2 separate regions of the Triticum aestivum genome follow, and region 2 is linked to region 1. The links are chromatin contacts, called in public Hi-C maps. All regions are on one chromosome and are shown on one strand. Each heading gives the region's core, a stretch centred on a gene start, on an enhancer-like site or on the middle of the called end of the contact. The rest is flanking DNA. Distances are from core to core; before and after follow the strand shown.

What was found. Hi-C and Micro-C count contacts between places; a contact is called where the count stands out from the background.
Region 2: a Hi-C map of leaf shows a contact between it and region 1, with 7 times the contacts expected there. The contact joins the promoter of LOC123044486 here to the enhancer-like site in region 1. A contact is called at or near these places in 3 of 5 Hi-C or Micro-C datasets (all in leaf) and 1 of 1 datasets of contacts at active chromatin or transcription factors (leaf).

Annotation. Positions count from the first base shown.
Region 1 is chr2B:222,861,396-222,866,844 of IWGSC CS RefSeq v2.1, reverse strand. No RefSeq gene overlaps it. Among protein-coding and RNA genes, the nearest start is that of LOC123044483, 16 kb to the right of the region's middle. Within about 2 kb of position 2,279, at least 8 of the 8 cell types and tissues checked have an H3K27ac peak or open chromatin away from gene starts, as enhancers often do. A contact at or near this core is called in leaf, where this site is marked.
Region 2 is chr2B:223,614,384-223,619,550 of IWGSC CS RefSeq v2.1, reverse strand. It overlaps LOC123044486 (ribosome-recycling factor, chloroplastic), which reads left to right and starts at 1,582. Exons shown (of 12, transcript XM_044467226.1): 1 at 1,582-1,814; 2 at 2,752-2,872; 3 at 2,956-3,022; 4 at 3,119-3,214; 5 at 3,973-4,070; 6 at 4,155-4,266; 7 at 4,835-4,876. The coding sequence starts at 1,733.

The DNA.
Region 1 (5,449 bases), core at 1,030-3,529:
GGGCAAGGACAATTGGTATAATAGGGATGAGGTTGACGATCATTCGCTCGAGGACGACCAAGCGTTGGCAGTCAAAGGCTCTGGCCGCGCCTTCAAAGACGACGATGAGGATCGAGGACAATCGGCCGCACGCCATCACTCTTTAAATATTGTTTAACCCCGTAGCAACGCACGGGTATTTAGTTAGTTTTTATAGAGCATGACATTTTTAACATTTAAATCATGGCATTTTTATTAAGTAGACCATGGTAGTTTTAATTTGGTAAGTTTGGTATATGGTGGTGCGTGTTTTGGCAAGTACGGTTGATTTGATATATTTGATATGTGTGGATGCACTATATTTGGTAAGTCCGTCTGCATGATGAGTATGTGTATGGGTGTTGGATGGCGGACCATCATTCACTAACTCTTTTTTAACAATAGGGACAATAAAGATTTAGAAGCCAAAATAGTACAAAGTTGAGTCTGCAAAATTAGTATAAAGTTAGAGCAACTCCAACGGGGCGACCCAAACGGACGCACGCTTTGTTCGCTTTTCATCCGTTTGGGTCGGCCAAGCGGACGTGCGCGTCCACATTCTCAAATAGGTCGACTTGACCGCCCAACGGGAGGCTGACCCAAATGTGCCGACGCGAAAAAAGAAGAAGAAAAACTCACAGAAAATAAACATAATTAAACATAAGTGGCCGGTCAATCGCCGGCCAAAGTCCACTTAAACCTAATTAAACATTAATTAAAACAAAAAAGGTCTGCGTCGCCCCGCACGCTGCCCTAGAGGTCGTCGACCTTGCCCTTGCCCTTGACGGCGACTCCTGCGCACCTCCTCGTTGTGCACCCGCTCGGTCCGCGGAACCGCCGGCATGGAGATCCGGTCCGGATCCAGATGCCAGTGGTGCGGCAGCGTCACGTCGGGGTAGGGCAGCGGCTGCATGTACTCCCCGTGCCACCATGATTGGTGCATCGGGATGTGCAGACGCCGGTGACCTGGACGAAAACGCGCCGGTGTCGGAGAAGGAGCACGGGAGGACGAGGCGTCGGGCGTGCCCTTGCCCTTGCCCTTGTCGCTGCTGCTACCGAAGAGTCCCATGGCACGCTAGGGTTTGCTGTCGCCGGTGAGGAAGCAAAAGGAGTGGTGGGGGGCAAATGTGGATGAAAGTGGATGAGGCCGGCCCCGTCGCACGCGTGCTTAAAAAAGGATGCTTTCACTGGCTGACCAATGGACCCTCTGTTGGTGGTCGTATAAATAAGACGACGGACGGTAGTTGGCTGGCCTACAGATGAAGCGTGGCGGACGTCGACGCGCCGACGCATTTCAAGCGCAATTTTGGGCCGGAAATGAATCGGCGCGGACGCCAGGCGAACGAGATTTGGGTTTGGGTCAGCGCGTTGGGTCACCACTTTTATTCGCGCCGACCCAAACAGACGCAGGGGACGAAATGAATCGCCCCATTGAAGTTGCTCTTAAGCCACTTATTTTAGAACGCGGAGAGTATCACGCTAAACGATGATAAACCCACAAAGTTCACCGGTACAGAAAAATTGGCACATTTTTCAGTACACGAGTCGAAATTGGCCATCGACGGGAGTACTGATGACCACCGGACAAGCTGGGGATACTCGACCCTCAGAAAAAGAAAAAAGCTGGACGATACTGCGTTCCGAAGTCAGACAGTAAAAGCAGTTACTCCTACAAAGCGGCAGGTTAACCGCGTCAGATCATGCGGCATAACCGCGCGTATAACCAGGAGATTCTTCTTCCCCGAGGAAAAAAAAAACCAGGCGATTCTCCACGGGCACGGAGCAGGCGTGGTCGCGGTGCACCATGTGCTGTCGTGCACCACAGGGCGAGAGAAGAAAAAGGGCGCGCGGTGCGGATGTGGCGGGGCCCGCGCCGAGGATAAGCCTCCTTTTTTTCCGTGATGACAAGCACGAAGAGCGAGCGAGGGATAGAGAAAAAGAAGGAGCACGGGGCCCGCGGCGCGTACTTTTCGCTGCCCGCCAGCCACTGACATGCGGGCCCGACGCCGTGCTGGCGCGGGCCCCGCGCGTCAGTTTCCGTCTTCCCTCTCGGGCTTTCCGTCCGCGGTGGGGGCCTGGTGCGGTTCGGGGGCGGGAAAAGCGTGTGGGGGTCGGGGACCACACGCCGCTCACGTGAGCCCCGGATCTTGCTGGGCAAGGCGAGCCGCGCACGTGGCCGCCGGATCCTCTGCGGCAGCGCCGCGTAGGGTTGTTGATGCTGCCGCCGCTAGGCTGGTCCATCCAGCTGCACCGCACCTGGTCCACGGCCTCCGGTCAGTGACCAGCGTGGTGGGGCCCGCCCAGACCGGACGCCCGAGCGATGCCCCGAGAGGCCTGCGTCGACTACTACGTGTGAATCGCGTAGGCGATGAGATACGTATATACCACGGTGCTGGTACTACTTCTATACGAACATGGAAATGACTGTCGCCGAGCCGGGCAGTGGGCTGTGAGACGTACTGTACGTTTTTTTTTGTTTTTTGTTTTTGCAGACTGAGAGACGTACGTACCCCGCTCTCTCTATGTAAATCCACTTGTATGGAGAATGGTACACCGTACACCGGTACACGACTGTGGCGTTGTTCTTAGGTAAGCATGGCGCGTCGATCTCACTTTTGCCGAGGTTGGCATGGCAGGTCGCTTGTCACTTCACGGTGGAAAAACACTTTTGAGTCTTTGATGAGGCACGTACTATATGTATGTGTCAATGTCATAGTCACCGTGCTTTTCGTACCAATAATGCGTAGATAATACTCCCGGGCCCAGCATGCCTATCTACTTGAGAATAATTAAAATAGAAAACAACATCAACCTGGAAGAGTTCTTTAATAGCAACAGGTCAAGATCCAAAACTTCACAATGCAGCAAGCAGCCTGGAAAGCCAAACAGTCGGCATAGAAATGAGACGCGCGCAAGCAAGCAAGCAAGCAATGTGGTACGGCCGGCACGCTCCGGATAGATAAGCATGATGTGTTTCCGTCCTTGTTGAACGATTCCGAGCATGAATGACATGGACGGAACCACACCACGCAGGCTCTGTCCAAGCATAGCATATACAGACCCCTGCGTCACGGTCGATCTCGAACGGCGCGCCCTGGCTCGAACTCTGCGACGACCAATCCCGCGCCATGCCGGCCCGACGCCGCGCCGATTCACATCTCATCGAAGTCCTCACGTCATCATTGGGTACCCTGCCCTGCCCTGCCAGCAGCAGCAAAATATCGAAGCAGGGAAGGAGCAGTAGTAGTACTTGCCCAGCACCAACAGAAAGAGAGAGAGAGATAGGGGGAAATCCAGACGGTCGCCGCATTGCATTCCGTCGCGCTCCGGCTTAGGCCCTGGCACGCTGGCTCCCTCCCTCTCCCCGTTGACCCGCGGGAAGCTCTCGCCTGAGCTCAGGCATGACGCTAGGGCAATCGCGGAGTCCCAAGGCCAAGCACTGAACGAACCGCGAGGCGAGCGACACCAACGTACCTCACACTCCAACAGCGAGCACCAAGGCACCCCGCCTCCTCCCGCGGCCACCGTCGGTGAAATCTCGCGTGTCGCCGATTTGTTTCACACCGGCAGCAGCCTTCCAATCCGGGGGACGAGACGGCCAGCCGGGCGGCGAGTAGCGGAGGAGCTGGCTGGGCTCCATGGAGAGCGAGACAGATCGAGAGGGGCGCGCGCGCGCCTTTGCACTCGCCACCGCGTGGGTTTTATAATGCCGTTCCTGTTGCCATCAGCTTCCACCGATTTTTCCATATAAAAAACGATCTCTGCACTGTGCGCGTACTTAAATGGGTCGATGGGCTCGCACAGCCAGGTCAATTGTATACTCTGTGGCGGAGTATTTAAAGGCTTGCGGATCGTGTGGGCGCACCACACCACACCCCCGCTGGACTTTCTCTAGTGATGATCTTTGAACGCCACCAAAGGTGCTTGGGCCTTCTCAATCGATTAATCTAAGAGCCCGTTAATCTAATGTTGGACCGAGTACCTAAGCATGAATTTTCTATCTTGGTAGAATTGCATGCATATGCATGATGATGGTGACTAGTTGTAGGAGCTAGTCACTAGCCCTCTGAAAAATACTGTTAATAAGACCTCTCTCAATGCATTGGTGCTAAAGTGGGGTGCTAAGTGCATTAAAATGCTTAGCAACTAATGTCCCCAATGCATCGGTGCTTAGATTTTGTAGCTAAGCCTTCTCTATTTAATTGTTTAGTAATAAAACTCCTTCATGTATTGGTTGGTAGTCTTTTTGTCTAGGTTCACGTGCTTAGCATTGGTTTTTGTTGGGGTCACCATAATCCTCTCTCTTCTTTTTAATTGCTTTGCCACATCATTTTTCTGCCTATGTGGCATCCTTAGCACTTGTACACCGTGGAGCACTGAGAAGGGCCTAAGCTGTCGAACGGTATAAAAAACGTCGCAGCTTTCCAGAATGCACATACTGCCTGGAGTATTTCATTTCGCTCACGGGAAACAATATAAGTAATTTCAAATTTAGTAATATCACTATCCATATAAACTTTTTGTCAAATCACCATCACCTGTATTGTCAAAGTTGCATCCATTGGGATCATTTATTACTTTGAGGAAGAGTGTGTGGAGGAAGCATGGGAAAATATACTGTATTTGTTAAATTATACCGATATGCATATATGCATGGATGTAAAAAAATGACATCAATAATGCTACTACAAATATTGATATTTTACATTGTCATCCACATGAGTAGGATGTGGAAAATTTGCTGGTCCACACTCTAGCCACATGTCCAGCTCACATGACAAGGATATATACCAGTCCACGTCGCAACAGAAAAGGGAAACTTGTCTAGTAACATATTGCAGTCCATTCACAATCGCATTCATCGGTTGGTCCAACACTCTAACCCTGATAGATAACATATCATTTGGGTAGGCAGATGACCTTTCCACCCTCTCACGACACAGGATTGGCAATGGCAAGCCAAGCCACGCATTAGTCTATAGACAGTCTCTTGATTATTTGACCACATGCACCGCCTCGCCCAAGCAATGACCAAAGATGATGATGGCTTTGTATTTGTGCGCCCTGCACTTTGTCCCTTCTTAAATCAGTCACTGGCTAGCTTGCTTGCTTGCCCTTTTCATTGTGATTGTCTTTGATCGCTCCGCTATTCCCCCTTTCCTTTTTCATTCTCCAGAGGCTAGGTGCCATTCTAGACGAGACTGGCCACCATCCAGTGATGTCCTACTAATATTGATTTTTTCCGATAAAGAACATTTCATTGAATTGATATATCGAGGTGATACAGCCGCATTCAAAGGATGCCCGGTCTCTACATGGTAGAGATGCACACAGCCAACAAATCTAACGCAGCCAAAAATAAACATCGTATTACATCAATGATAAATCAGTGTTGTATACGGTGGGAAGATCCTATCCGAAGATTACACTA
Region 2 (5,167 bases), core at 333-2,832, 750 kb before region 1:
CTGCTCATATGATATTGCTCATCTTTTGTTTTCTGTCCCGATGCCTCATGTATTTATAAAAAAATGCAGGTCATGTATTTGAAAAATGTTCAATGTGTATAAAAATGGTTCTAATGTAATAGAAAAATGTATGATACGTACGGAACTTTTTTGAAATTAGAACCTATGTTTGAAAAAAGTTTGTTTAGGATGTACCTGGAAAGTGTTAAATGTGTATAAGAAAAATGTTGCTTATGTATACAAAAAATGTACAACTTGTATGAAAAAATAGATATTAGAATATATATATATATATATGAAAAATTGTTAATCATGTACTTGAAAAATGTTGAACGTATATAAGTTAAATGTTTCCACTATATATATAAAACGTCCATTTTTTATTAAAAAAGACAGACAGCAAAACTTATATCTGAAAAAGGTTAATCATGTATTTTCAAAAATGTTTAATGAGTATATAAAAATGTTCTTATTGTATTAAAAAAATATAATATGTATGAAAAAGTGGAACTCAAAAAAAATTATTGTGAATCATGCATTTTAAAAAGATAAGCCCATATAATAACAAATATGTATAATCCGTATGAAAAATAAAATAGGCATCAAAAAATATATTTGAAAAAAATATTAATATTATATTTAAAAATTATTTAACATGTACAAGAAATGTATCTAATGTATACGAAAAACTGTAGACTTGCGTTAAGAAACCTGAAGAAAACCAAAATGAAGAAAAGGAAAAAAGCTAAAAAGTGAACGAAGAAACATAGATAACCAAAGAAAAAACTAAAAAGAAAACAAATAAAACCAAAAACCACAAAAAATAGAAGAAAACCCGAAAACCCATTGCAAAACAGCCCAAAACCATACTACGGTACTGGGCCGGCGAGGGGAGCATGCATCTCACTACAGGCCAGATATAGCTCCCACCGCAATTGCTATGTATCGCCCGTACTTGATATATAATAGGGCTCGCCCACAGTCGCTACAGTACCAGACCGGTCCATTATTGCGTGTTGGCACATTTGCTTCGCCGGTCGTCTGTTTAATTTTTCCTTTTTCTGTTTTCTTCAGTTTTGTATATTTATTTTATGGTTTTTATTCGTTTTCTCCGGTTTGTTTGGAGTTTTCATTTTTCCTATGGGTTTCTTTGTTTTCTTTCATCAGTTTCCATCAATTATCTCTGGTTTTATTTTTAAAATCCCTTTTATATTTTTAACACATGTCTACATTTTTCATACGCATTGTATATTTTTTTCCTGTACGTTAGGAATATTTTTTACACATGTTTAACTTATTTCAAATACATGATTAACATTTTTCTAGTATATGTTTTTACGTCTAATTTTTTTCACACAAGTTTTATCATTTTTATTGTACAAATAATGTTTTTATAAATGTTTCATAATTTTCAAATACATTTTTTACCAAAACATGGTTTGAAATTTTTTTGAATGCACGTTGGAAATGTTTTTTAATAATAAAAACATTTTTATGAACTATGGAAAAAGAATCTCTCAAGTTTTACGCACGGCCCATAAGAAGGCACCAAGCATTCATGATCTGCGAAATAATTGGAGTCCAGCAGGCGCTACTAGCCCACGAGAGCTCACAAACCTCTTCGGCCATTTCCCTCCTTCCCCTCCTTCCTCTCCTTATCCACAATTTCCATACCAATCCACAACTCTCCACTCGGCCTTCCCCTCGCTACCACTCCGCCTGCTGCCGCGCCATGGCGCTCCACGCCGTCTCCCCTGCGGCGGCGGCCTCCCCGCCCTGCGCCCTCTCCTCTGCCCGTCTGCCCCAGCGCCCAGGTTGCTCCTCCTTCCCCCGCGCTTTCCCGCTTCGTTGAAACCCGCGAGTGTCATCCGTATTCTGCTTTTATCATTCATGGTACGGGTTTCGGCGTAGTAAGCACTGTAGCGCCAAGACGAACCCCAGGTCAGGAATGCGGTGGAATGCAAATGCCGGTGCTTTTATCGCTTCTCCGTTCACGGCACTACCTTTGCATTTAGGTTGCTGTTTGCGTCGAGCCAGCCTATAGACAAACGAAGACTGAATCGGATTTGGAACGGCAAGCTCTATACTCCACTGTGCACTTGGATATGTAATTGAGAGTCATTTCAACGTGCATTTCACAATGCCTGTGGAAAATATGTACTAGTATTACTTTACTTGTGGTTTCAAGCTAATGTCTTCCCCAGGCTGTTGGGATACTAGTATTTCTTTGCACTTAAATAAATAAGATATCAGGAAACCATTGACAGTTGTTATCCTTCACAATTCAGGGTCATTCAGAAGTGACCGAAGCCATTTATAAATCGATGTATCTCACGAAATTCATCACTGGATGTTCATTGTTTGTCGTGGAAAACTGGTGAGATGGATGTAGTAGCTAATGTGGCTCCAAGTAACTAGTTTCTACTCCCTCCGTCCGGAATTAGTTGGCACTCAAATGGATGTATCTAGATGTATGTCAGTGCTAGATACATCTGTTTGAGCATCAACTAATTCCGGACGAAGTAGATAAGAGCAGACTGCTGTATTCACATAATTTCATCAGCAAGGAACAATGTGACAAGGCATCATCAATCATCAGAACATACTGCATTCAACATGTTGTGGTTCTTTCTCAGTACTGCTTCTACCATATTTACATATTCCTACTTGTTTACAAAGCAACCAGAGTACATATTCCTACTAGAACTCAATGTTGGGCAAGGTCTCACCAGAGAATACTGTATTTCACAGGTTGTGGTTGTCTCTCAAACCGTTCATCCCTGTTAAGTTCGTCCACAAACTTCATGAAATTTCAGTCTGGAGCAGTGGGTTTCTTTGGTGTGCCTTTGGTTCTTCAACACTCGGACAAGAGGCGAGTAGTTTTGCATTTAAATATTTCTTATACTTGATGAGCTTCAAGTTAGTCTTCGTTAACTTGTGATTATCATGTATCAGAGCAGTTTTGAGGCATGCCACTAATGAAGAAATTGAGGAAGAAAAGATGATCGTTGAAGAACAAGCTGTAAATAACAATGCAACTCTGTATTAGAAGTGTTAATATTTGCCTTGTAAAGTCTTTTACGCATGGTGCTAACTAGCTGGCACTATGTATTGTCAGAAAGAAAAGATGGAGAAGGCCATTGAAACAGTTCAATCGAACTTCAATACCGTCAGGACTGGGCGGGCAAACCCGTCTATGCTCGACAGGATTGAGGTTTGATGATTATTCCCGGAAATCCCTTTTGGAGCTCGGGCTCCAGTGAGGCCTCCGGATTCAAATTTCAAATTTCATTGAAATTCGTATTTTTACACCTCAAAAAATTCTGAAAAAAATCACAGATATATATGAAGGCATAATACACATGTGTGTAAATTTTCAGTTCAAAATACATTGAAATGAGGGCTGTGCAAAAAAGACAAATCTGGGGCTGTTTAACACATGATACTATCCATCCTCCTAGGCCATGGATTTGTCTTTTTTGTACAGGTCGCAATTCAAGGTATTTCATCATGAATTTTTACACATATGTGAGTTACATCCTTACATACACGCATATTTTTTTTCAGAATTTTTTGAACCATAAAAGTTTGAATTTGAATTTTTCAAAAATAAAGGCCTCCATGGAGCTCGGCCTCCAAAACGCCTTTCTCGATTATTCCTTCTTTTTTTTATATTCTGAAAGTAACAATTGCATGATAGCACCTGTCATTCCGTGTAATGTCCTTTCTGTATCTGTATAACAATTTAATTGGTTTACTCCATAACTAGGCTACGTGTGAACCAGTAGTTATTTCAGTAGGCTAATAGTTACCATTCAATTCTGAACTGATATCAGTGGAACAATGTGTGGTCAATACAATTCATTGATTTTGTTTGGAAACAATTGAATTAGCATATGCAATTATGGCTAAAGCACAAAGAGGTTACTGTGCAATGGTGAAGCTGCTCATATGGCGAATAATTCCTTGCAGGTTGAGTACTATGGAACTCCTGTAAACTTGAAGACTATTGCACAGATAAATACCCCAGATGCGACTTCTCTTCTTATCCAACCATATGACAAGTCTTGGTAAGCTATTTATCGTCCCCAGTTTAGGCATAGCTTGGTATTGCTTTGTACGTCCCGTGTTGTTGACATATATATACTGTGCAGCCTCAAGCTCATTGAGAAAGCTATAGTTGCTGCAAATATTGGGGTAACACCAAGCAATGATGGAGAAGTGATACGAGTCACTGTCCCACCATTGACATCTGACCGCAGAAAGGTTTGTGCATTACATTTCCAACCTCTTGTGCTTAAATTAGTAGTATTGTGCATTTAAATTCTGACTCGTTTGGTCACACTTTTAGTTTGCATGATTGTGCCTATTTCTTCTTCCTTGTGTTAAAATTCAATTGGGAAATATGACAACAACAAATCTTAATATGCACACCATTTCTCGAATCATAATAGTAAGGAGACTTTAATAATTCATATCTGAGACCTAGACACACCAGCTAAGAGAAAAGATAACTCTTGTACTAAAATATGTTTCTGAAACTTATGTGATTCCCAAGTGGCACCTTCACTGATTTGTTAGCACCATAAAATACAACATTCTTTAACTCAAAGATCAGAAATTGATTTGAACATGATGCGTAAAAAGGGCATGTTTTTTCTAGTGAACATTTTAGATGGATTATCTGGTAAGTGTTGCTTGCTGCTTAAGTGTAGTTGTTCAAGCATAGGAATTTTCTATAGCTTGATAACATGTCCAATCTATAGGTTTTGCACAGATAATAAAATTCTTATATCTTTTTTCCCAATTAATCTTCTCTTTTTTCATGGGGCAGGAAATGACAAAAAACGTAGCCAAGTTATCTGAAGAAGGCAAGGTACAACCTCACCTTGGCACACATTATACATTCTTTTCAGCAGAATATTTATAATTATATTTATACCGGGGCTTAATTTTCTGTACAACGTTTTCATGCATTTTATTTATGATTGGCCACCCTACTTGCACTATTTCAACAGTTTGAAGTACCCCCGTTCCTAAATATTTTTCTAGAGATTTCAACAAGTGACTACATACGGAGTAAAATGAGTGAATCTACACCATAAAATATGTCTATATACATCCATATGTGGTAGTCCATTTGAAATCTCAAAAAAGACAAATATTT